Linked DNA regions of Sus scrofa: region 1 is linked to region 2. The links are chromatin contacts, called in public Hi-C maps. All regions are on one chromosome and are shown on one strand. Each heading gives the region's core, a stretch centred on a gene start, on an enhancer-like site or on the middle of the called end of the contact. The rest is flanking DNA. Distances are from core to core; before and after follow the strand shown.

Region 1 (4,104 bases), core at 1,599-4,098, 150 kb after region 2:
CAAACTCCTTTGATAGATAGATGGGTAGATCAATAGATGACAGAATGCTAGGTAGACGAATAGACAGCTGATAAATGGATGTATGGATAGATAGGTGATAGATGGATGAATGGATGGATTAATCAATAGATGATAGGTGATGGATAGATGGATGGATAGATGATAGAATGATAGATGAATAGAGAGATGATAAATGGATAGATGGATAGGTAATGGATGGATTGACAGATGATAGAAAGATAAGTGATGGGGGGATGGTTAGATAGATGATAGATGGAGGATGGATGGATAGATTGAAAGATGATAGAAAGATAAATAAATAGATAGGTGATAGATGGATAGGATTTACACTAGATAGCCCACTCAGAGTTTCCACTTCACTCTAGGATTTCATCAACCATTCTTTGAAAGCAAGTTCATTTCCTTCTTCACGCACAGAAAGTAGTCAGCTGACTCAAAAGAACACATCAAGTGCCTACTATATGCCTGACACCAGATATATATATATATATTTAATAAATTCTAGATATTTTCTGAAACAGTGTTTTCCACAATCTGTTCCCCAAATCCAGCCTGGGCATCTGTCCCCAGCAGAGTGGCAGCAACTAACACACATCTCACCTTTGTTAAATTCTGAAATGGACCTAAAGGCATCTGAATTCCATATGGACTCGCATTGCTGAGCTTTGATTCATACTTAACTTCCTAAAATGGGAAGCGGGGATTAATTGAATGAAGGGCTTTGGTATAAAGAGCAACACATATGTCTTCTTGGCTAATGTCTGCTCTTCTTTCCAGTTATTAGAGTTAATGCTGGCCCAGGAAGGGAGCAGCGGGGGCCAGAGTTGTTTTTCCCCCTTAGAACAAGGGGAAATGTACTGCAGATAAGAGGCGCCCGGTGTTTGGGCTTTTGGAAACGGAAATAGACTTGCTATATATATGGCAGCTTGATCTGGGAAGCCTGACAATCCTCCCCCTGCCCCCACCTTTTAATTCTGATTACTGCCAGACTGAGATCTGTCAGTTGTGACTGCTCTGTGCAAGAAAGGTTCCATTGTGAGGGAGGGGGGCTAGCCTTATTTTACCGGTAGAAGGCTATTATCTTGCAACAGCTGTTTATAGTTAACTGCAGCCCATACTTAAAGCCTGCATGCTGGAGCCTTATTTAGTGCCTGTGGATTTGCGGTGAACAGAGTTAGGCTTAACTCTTTCTTCCCCTGTAGTTGATGACTTCGGTGGGGACCTGAGATGGAGGCAGTCTAAACAAAGAGGGAGGAGAGAGGCGGAGGGCTACAGCATCCACGGTTCTTAGGGGTGGTACATATTGAGGTTTTATTCTGTGTTAGGGACTTGCGAAGTCCTCTGTATGCATCGTCTCGGTGAATTCTCACCGTTGGTGCTCTGACATTGATATGATTCTCCCATTTCACAGGTGAGGAGACAGAGGCTCAGGCAATGAATGCCAGGATTCAATCCACATGAATCCAGTTACAGAGCCAGAAGGTGTTAACTCCTACAATATGCTGTATTATGCCTCCTGTTCATCCAGAGCATTAACTGAGGATGTTCTGTGGGTCTTGCCCAAAGCAGGGCCATCTGCTCTAGACAGAAAGTCTTCACCCCAGAGGGCTTTCAGGCTGGCCAGAAACGTGGGCAAATACGGGTGATGCACCGAGAATGGAGAAAAGCAGTGAAAACCAGAGAAATTCTTCACTCCATCTGGGATCACGGGAGTAGGTCAGGACCCAGGAATTTGCAGGAGGGCAGAGTTTACCTTTAAAAAAAGCTTATTCCAAGGAAGGAACACAGCTGCAAAAAATAATAAGAGGGTGGGTGGAGAGAGAGAAAGAAAAAGACCGGAAGAGGGATCGAGGAAGAGAAAGCAGGAGGCTGTCTGAATCAGAGAACTGAGGGGCTGATTAGGACCCCAGGACAGCCAGGACCCCAGGAACACCTTGGCTGCCCCGCTAGGAGCTTAGACTTGAAACTCCAGGAAATGGGCAACAAGGCAGTCAGATCTACATTTTAGAAAGATCACTTTGGCTGCAGTAGGAGTAGGTTTTGGAGGGAGCAGAAGAGAGGCGATGAGCAAAGTTAGGACAAAGAATATTAATCTAGGAAGAGGAAAATGGCCAGGGCGATGGAGGTGGGCAGCTGGGACTGAATTCAAGAGATGTGTCACAGTTAAGAACAAATACAGATGGTGTTCAGCTTCCTTGCCTCGCTGAAGACTAAAAAGAGGTTAAATTTTCCAGCAGGAAGTTGGAAAGAACATGGCTGGAACCAAAGACACAACCCCAAATGACATACATTCCTGAGGGTTGCAAATGCTAGTCAGTGGCATGGGGGGGTGGTGAGTGAGTCTACACACACACACACACACACACACACACACACACACACACACACACTTTCATTTTCTCAGCATGTCCGGAATTTTTGTTCTCCCTTTGTTGGACTCCAACATCTTTCCTGATGACAAAGAAAACCAAAGATTGTGAAATCCATTGTTGAGCACAAAGAGAGGCAGAGTCAGGGGGTTGTGGGGGAAAAAGTTGGCCGACTTCGAACTTTCTTCTCCGTCTTGGTACCCAACAATTCACAGTGGGAGAGAGAGTGGCTTGCCAAAGGGCTCCGTGTGACTGGGCTAAACTAGAAGAATATGTCAAGTTCAAGATAAAAAGACAGCCCTCGCAGCTGAAAGCTGAGCTGGGAGCTAATGGAACTAGGGAAAGGGGCCTTTTCAAAGAAAAGTGCTTATTTGCAAACTCGTTTCTCTGCGGTAAAGGCTCCCAGGACCTCTGGCAAAAGGAATTCCTGGACACAGGCCTTCCCATTGAGCTGTTAGCGATCTGTGGTTAATTACCTCGCGCCAGGCTCCCTTCTGTAGCCAATCCGCAGGGCGGCTGCAGAGGTCTGGGGTGGAGGTTTTGCCCTTTTAATTCCAATGTTCAACAAAGTTAAAGTTTTACCACTGCAGAGCTGGAAGAGACCTTACTTTTCCTTCTTCTCTAAATTCCTAATTTTTGTAGGGGCAGGAGTAGGGGTTCAGACAAAGCAGGGGAGACATGGGGTCTGCGGTGAGCCCCTCAAACTGTAAGGAAAGCCTAGGAAGATCCTGACTGTCACTCAGCAAGACGTGCCCTGGTGACAGGAGGCGGAGTGTCACTGTATCACTGCAGTTCACACAGATTTGCTTCCACTGGCCAAATGGGCTAAGGCCACTTCCAGCTCTGCCATCTGAGATTCTCATGATCTCACACAAAAGCAAAGCACAACAAACCTTTCCTGAAAAGGCAGTGCTTTAGTCGGATTAACCAGCGCTCTCCAAGATATATACGTGGATATCTTCGAAGGAATTGGCTCTTGTGATGTGGTGGCTGGCAAGTCTGAAATGTACAGGGCCGGCTGGAGATTCAGGTCAGAGCTGATGTTGCAGGCTTGCGTTCAGATTCCAAAAGGCAGCAGGCTTTCAAGCAGGGTTTCTCATTTGCATTCTTGGGAAGTCCTTCTTCGCTGGGAAACATCTGTCTTTGCTTTTAAGGCCTTCAACTTCCTGGATGAGGCCCCCTTGCTTTATGGAGGGTAATCTGCTTTGCTTAAAGTCTACTGATAAAAATGTTAATAACATCTAAAGCAGTACCTTCACAGCAACATATGAACTGGTGTCTAACCAAACAACTGGGCACCATAGCCCAGCCAAGCCGGCGCATAATATTAGCCATCACAGAAGGTATTCCAACAGAGTCCAAAATGCGCCAACAGTCTGTGCTGTGAGGTGACATCCCTGTCAGAGGGTGTTTATCCTTCCTTCACCGATTCGAGTTGAACTCACACCATTTTAGACTTCCTGCATGCCCATCCATCTCTTGCTCTCTAATCTTGGCATTCTAGAGCATTAACATCGGTGCCCAATCTAGACTTTTTACCCCATTCCAGGATTCAGATTAAAAGTAAATCAGTAAATTATGGGAAGACAGGCAGAAGCCAGGCCTCTGCTGCTCCCCCATGGACCTAGTAACTGGCATGAGCCCTTAGCTGGGGGTTGTTGAGGAGTCTAGAAACTCTTTATTTTGTTGTTGTTGTTGCTTTTCACGTTCTTTC
Region 2 (3,899 bases), core at 942-3,441:
AGTGTATGCCCATTAGCAGGTTGGCTCAGTTGCAACATTTACTTTCAGAATAAGTACACCTTTGAGATGACTTCTTTATAAAAGAATGTAATTTAAAATAAAAACCAGAAGGGTTTTATGTTTTAAGCTGTTGATCACCAAAGAAATGGGTCCTATTATCATTTACTTTCCTCTATCAAATAAGACATCATCGCGCCGAGGTATTTATTTGACTAGGCAAAGTACACAGGGGCATACACATGAAATCATCATGCACAATGGTCTCTAGGAAATTAGAGTCTGGGATGAAATACTATTATGCTTTAGGAAGTCTGTGTAGCCTAGAGAATTGTTTCTAAAAAAGATGGCGACACTAAAATACAGCTGCCTACGTCACTTTTGGTTGTCCTGTGAGTTGTCATTTTTTAAATGTATTTTTAGTATAGTGATATTGCATGTGCTGGGTTAATTTAGGAAGTGTGCTTTTCCACAAAAGTGAATTTTTCAAATAACTGAGACTTAGCATTGATCCCACTGGAAATGGCTTATTTTAACTATTGCAAAGGGAAACCTTTACGGAAGGTATCACACACTTCTTTGCTTTTTGAAACAGAAAATACAGAAACAAAGTTAACCTTCCCTTAATGTCGCAGGCTACCATTATCAACAGTTGTGTCAGAGAGAAAAAGTACCGTATTTGAAATTATTTGATACCACGTACATGTTTATACTCTGCCACTCCTCACAAAGAATTTGAGGCAGTTTGGAAAATTACATGTGATACAAAAGGAAAAGAGCAAATAATAGAAGGAATCAAGATGAAGGGAAAATACAGAAGCCAGGAAAACACCCCCCAGGCAGAGCCTGTCTTCATGTTCTGGTTGCAGGTGCCAGAGATCTAGCCTTGAGTTCCTTGGACGAACAGGGAAATAATTGCGGCGTTATAAAATCCTGCAGTAGTGAGGAATGTGGAAGTGGCCTTGAGGCTGGCCAGAATTAGCTCCTGAGCACTGACAGGACCCTCTCTGTAGGTGTTTCATCTCTGTTTTTCTTTTTCTTTTTTTTTTTTTTTTTTTGTCTTTTTGTTGTTGTTGTTGTTGTTGCTATTTCTTGGGCCGCTCCCCCAGCATGTGGAGGTTCCCAGGCTAGGGGTCGAATCGGAGCTGTAGCCACCGGCCTACGCCAGAGCCACAGCAACGCGGGATCCAAGCCGCGTCTGCAACCTACACCACAGCTCACGGCAACGCCGGATTGTCAACCCACTGAGCAAGGGCAGGGACCGAACCCGCAACTTCATGGTTCCTAGTCGGATTCGTTAACCACTGCGCCACCACGGGAACTCCTCATCTCTGTTTTTCTATGCCCTGTGTAACTGGGGTGAAGTAGCTTGGCTTACATGACATACCTGGGCAAAGCTCTCTTGCTAGGGGGATTTTCTCTTTTGTTTCTTTTTTCTTTTTTTTTTTTTTTTTCTTTTTTGATAAAGCATGGAAGTTCCCCAGACAGGGGCTAAATCAGAGATATAGTTGCCAGCCTATGCCACAGCCACAGCAACACCAAATCCTTAGCGCACTGAGTGAGGCCAGGCATGGAACTCTCATCCTCAGATAACATGGGGTCCTTAACCCTCTGAGCAACAAGGGGAACTCTGCTAGGGGGATTTGTATGTTAATCAAACCAGTCTCATTCTGAAGCCTCTATTCTTGGGTGGGTCTGTTTTCGTGTAAGGAAAAGGGATGGTACTCAGACAAAAGCGGCAGTCACTGTATGAGCGTTGCACACTGAACATTGGCCAGATTTTTACTTAAGCTTCGCAGTGGCCAAAACAAAGCAGGAGACCTTGTCGCTTATGTGATTCTCAGTTGCTATAACACAACAGGAAGAGGGGTTGGGGAGACAGTAGAAAAGAAGAAACCATTTTTTGAGGGAAACTCAGTTTTTCCTTGAATTGGTAGCAGAGGTTTCTCCCACCTGGAGGTGTCTGAATTAGGCAGCCGTGGACTACCTGAACCTAAAATGTAGAATTTTAAGGAGCTCTGGTCCCAAGCTCTGAAGTTAGAATCGCATTCCCTGGGCTGAGCACAGACGCACAGTTGTCTGTTTCTCTTTTTCTCTCAGTGCTCAACTCTATCCCCCTGGGGCTCTGGGCAGCCTGCCTTTGCCAAGATTCAGACTATCTTTGTTGCCAACAGCAACAAAAATAAACAAATGGAATGTCCGGATCTCTTACCCATGGCCGGGGACGGAGGCTCACGCCGTCTAAGAGGAGTACTCAGACATACCACAGAGGTTCTAAGAATCCAGAGACCTGAGTAACCAAAAGGAAGCCCTGGTCCCCCGCTCTGACTGCTGTGTGTAGACCTACTATGCAGCTACTGTCATCCAAGTGCAGAGATATCGTTCCAGTTCATGGTCATGGAGATGTGGACTGGCTTGCATCCCTCTGCCGAGAAAACGTTAAATGGCCTTGGGGGAAGCTCCTGTTTGTTGTACGTGGAGGGCAATCTGCCTTTGTCTTCCTTGGTGGCTTGTCTTTCCTGATAATTCCATTCTAGACCACAGCCTCGCAGGAAATGGATCTCACTTTCTGAGTCAGAGCTGCTGTTCCAGGACCTGTGGGATGCAGCCAGGATGGCATCTACCTCACTCCTTCACCTACTGGTTCTCTCTTCTGCCAGTGTTAACAGAAATTGCAGAGTTTCCCTACTCGAGGCTGTCACTTGCTTCTTTCTTTACTGCTGGTCGCCTGTGGGATTGTTGTGCAGAGCAGGGTTCCTGCTTCTTTGAATATGGATCCTTCTCTGAACCAGCAAGTGATCTACCTCATCACCCTCCCTGGGCCAAGCAGTATATGGCAGCTTGTTTGTTTGTTTGTTTTTAGGGCCGCACTCCTGGCATATGGAGGTTCCCAGGCTAGGGGTCTAATCGGAGCTGTAGCTGCCACAGCACACAGCAATGCCACATCTGAGCCACGTCTGCAACCTACACCACAGCTCATGGTCACACTGGATCCTCAACCCACTGAGGAGGCCAGGGATCAAACCCGCAACCTCATGGTTCCTGGTCAGATTCGTTTCTTCTGTGCCACGACAAAAACTCTGTATGGCATCTTTCTAATTGTCTGTTATAGGCTGGAGCCCATATGAGGGTTTATTAGAAACCTGTAACAAGTTAGAGCCCTTTGAGTGCTAAAATGTATGTGAGTGTGGGGGAGCTTTTTGAAAGCCATTCCTACCTAAATCAAGCCCTTCTCATTTGTATCTAATTTCAGGACTGAATGTTGGTTAAGTTACTAGAAGTCTGGCATCTGAGTTAGTGGGTATTGCTATGCTTAAAGAGCTCTCAAATATCCCAGGCATCACACACACTGCATCTCTTACAATGACTAGTGGATGGGTTTGGGGAACAGCTCGGGGACCAGGTAAGTTGTTCTTTTGTCCACGTGACGAACATCATCACTTGCCTCACATGATGTATTATTTGCAGGAGAGACACATCTGGAACTTCTCTTTCAGAAGCACGAGCATGTTCTGGATGGTTTTGGAGAGAAGAGCAACCTTCCCTACACATGATTGCTTAGATGAGCCTCCAAACGCTGGCATGTTCTGAAGAAGGAAGCGGAGAGGCGCGGGCGTTGCAGAGGGAGCCTCGAGCTGAGCTGGGCTGGGAGTCATTAAAGGAGGCGGCTGTCCCCGGGGCCCCAGACGGCATCTCATCAAGATGCCCTGGAACTCGCCCAGCTTTGCTTCAGATGTTCCAAGCTCATTTTGGTATGTGCATTTACATCTTCTCTGCCTTCCTCGGGGGGAACGTTCTTTAAAGGAAGGGGATGGTGAATTAGAAGTTTCAGAGCTCAGCTTGCTAACACACCTCTAGAGGAAATCATGGGGCAGAATGACAGGATCCTTCCCTGGGGTTCA

The links. A called contact is a pair of places that touch in the nucleus more often than the background predicts.
Region 1: a contact with region 2 is called in a Hi-C map of embryonic fibroblasts, with 1.9 times the contacts expected there. The contact joins two enhancer-like sites. A contact is called at or near these places in 2 of 47 Hi-C or Micro-C datasets (embryonic fibroblasts and fibroblasts).

The regions. Positions count from the first base shown.
Region 1 is chr6:26,326,768-26,330,871 of Sscrofa11.1, forward strand. The region is part of intron 5 of LOC110261271 (a long non-coding RNA gene); the gene reads left to right. Among named protein-coding and RNA genes, the nearest start is that of CDH11, 460 kb to the left of the region's middle. Within about 2 kb of position 2,849, at least 18 of the 83 cell types and tissues checked have an H3K27ac peak or open chromatin away from gene starts, as enhancers often do. A contact at or near this core is called in embryonic fibroblasts, where this site is marked.
Region 2 is chr6:26,173,455-26,177,353 of Sscrofa11.1, forward strand. It overlaps LOC106507571, which reads left to right. Exons shown (of 8, transcript XM_021097535.1): 7 at 3,495-3,749. The coding sequence ends at 3,588. Among named protein-coding and RNA genes, the nearest start is that of CDH11, 300 kb to the left of the region's middle. Within about 2 kb of position 2,192, at least 13 of the 83 cell types and tissues checked have an H3K27ac peak or open chromatin away from gene starts, as enhancers often do. A contact at or near this core is called in embryonic fibroblasts, where this site is marked.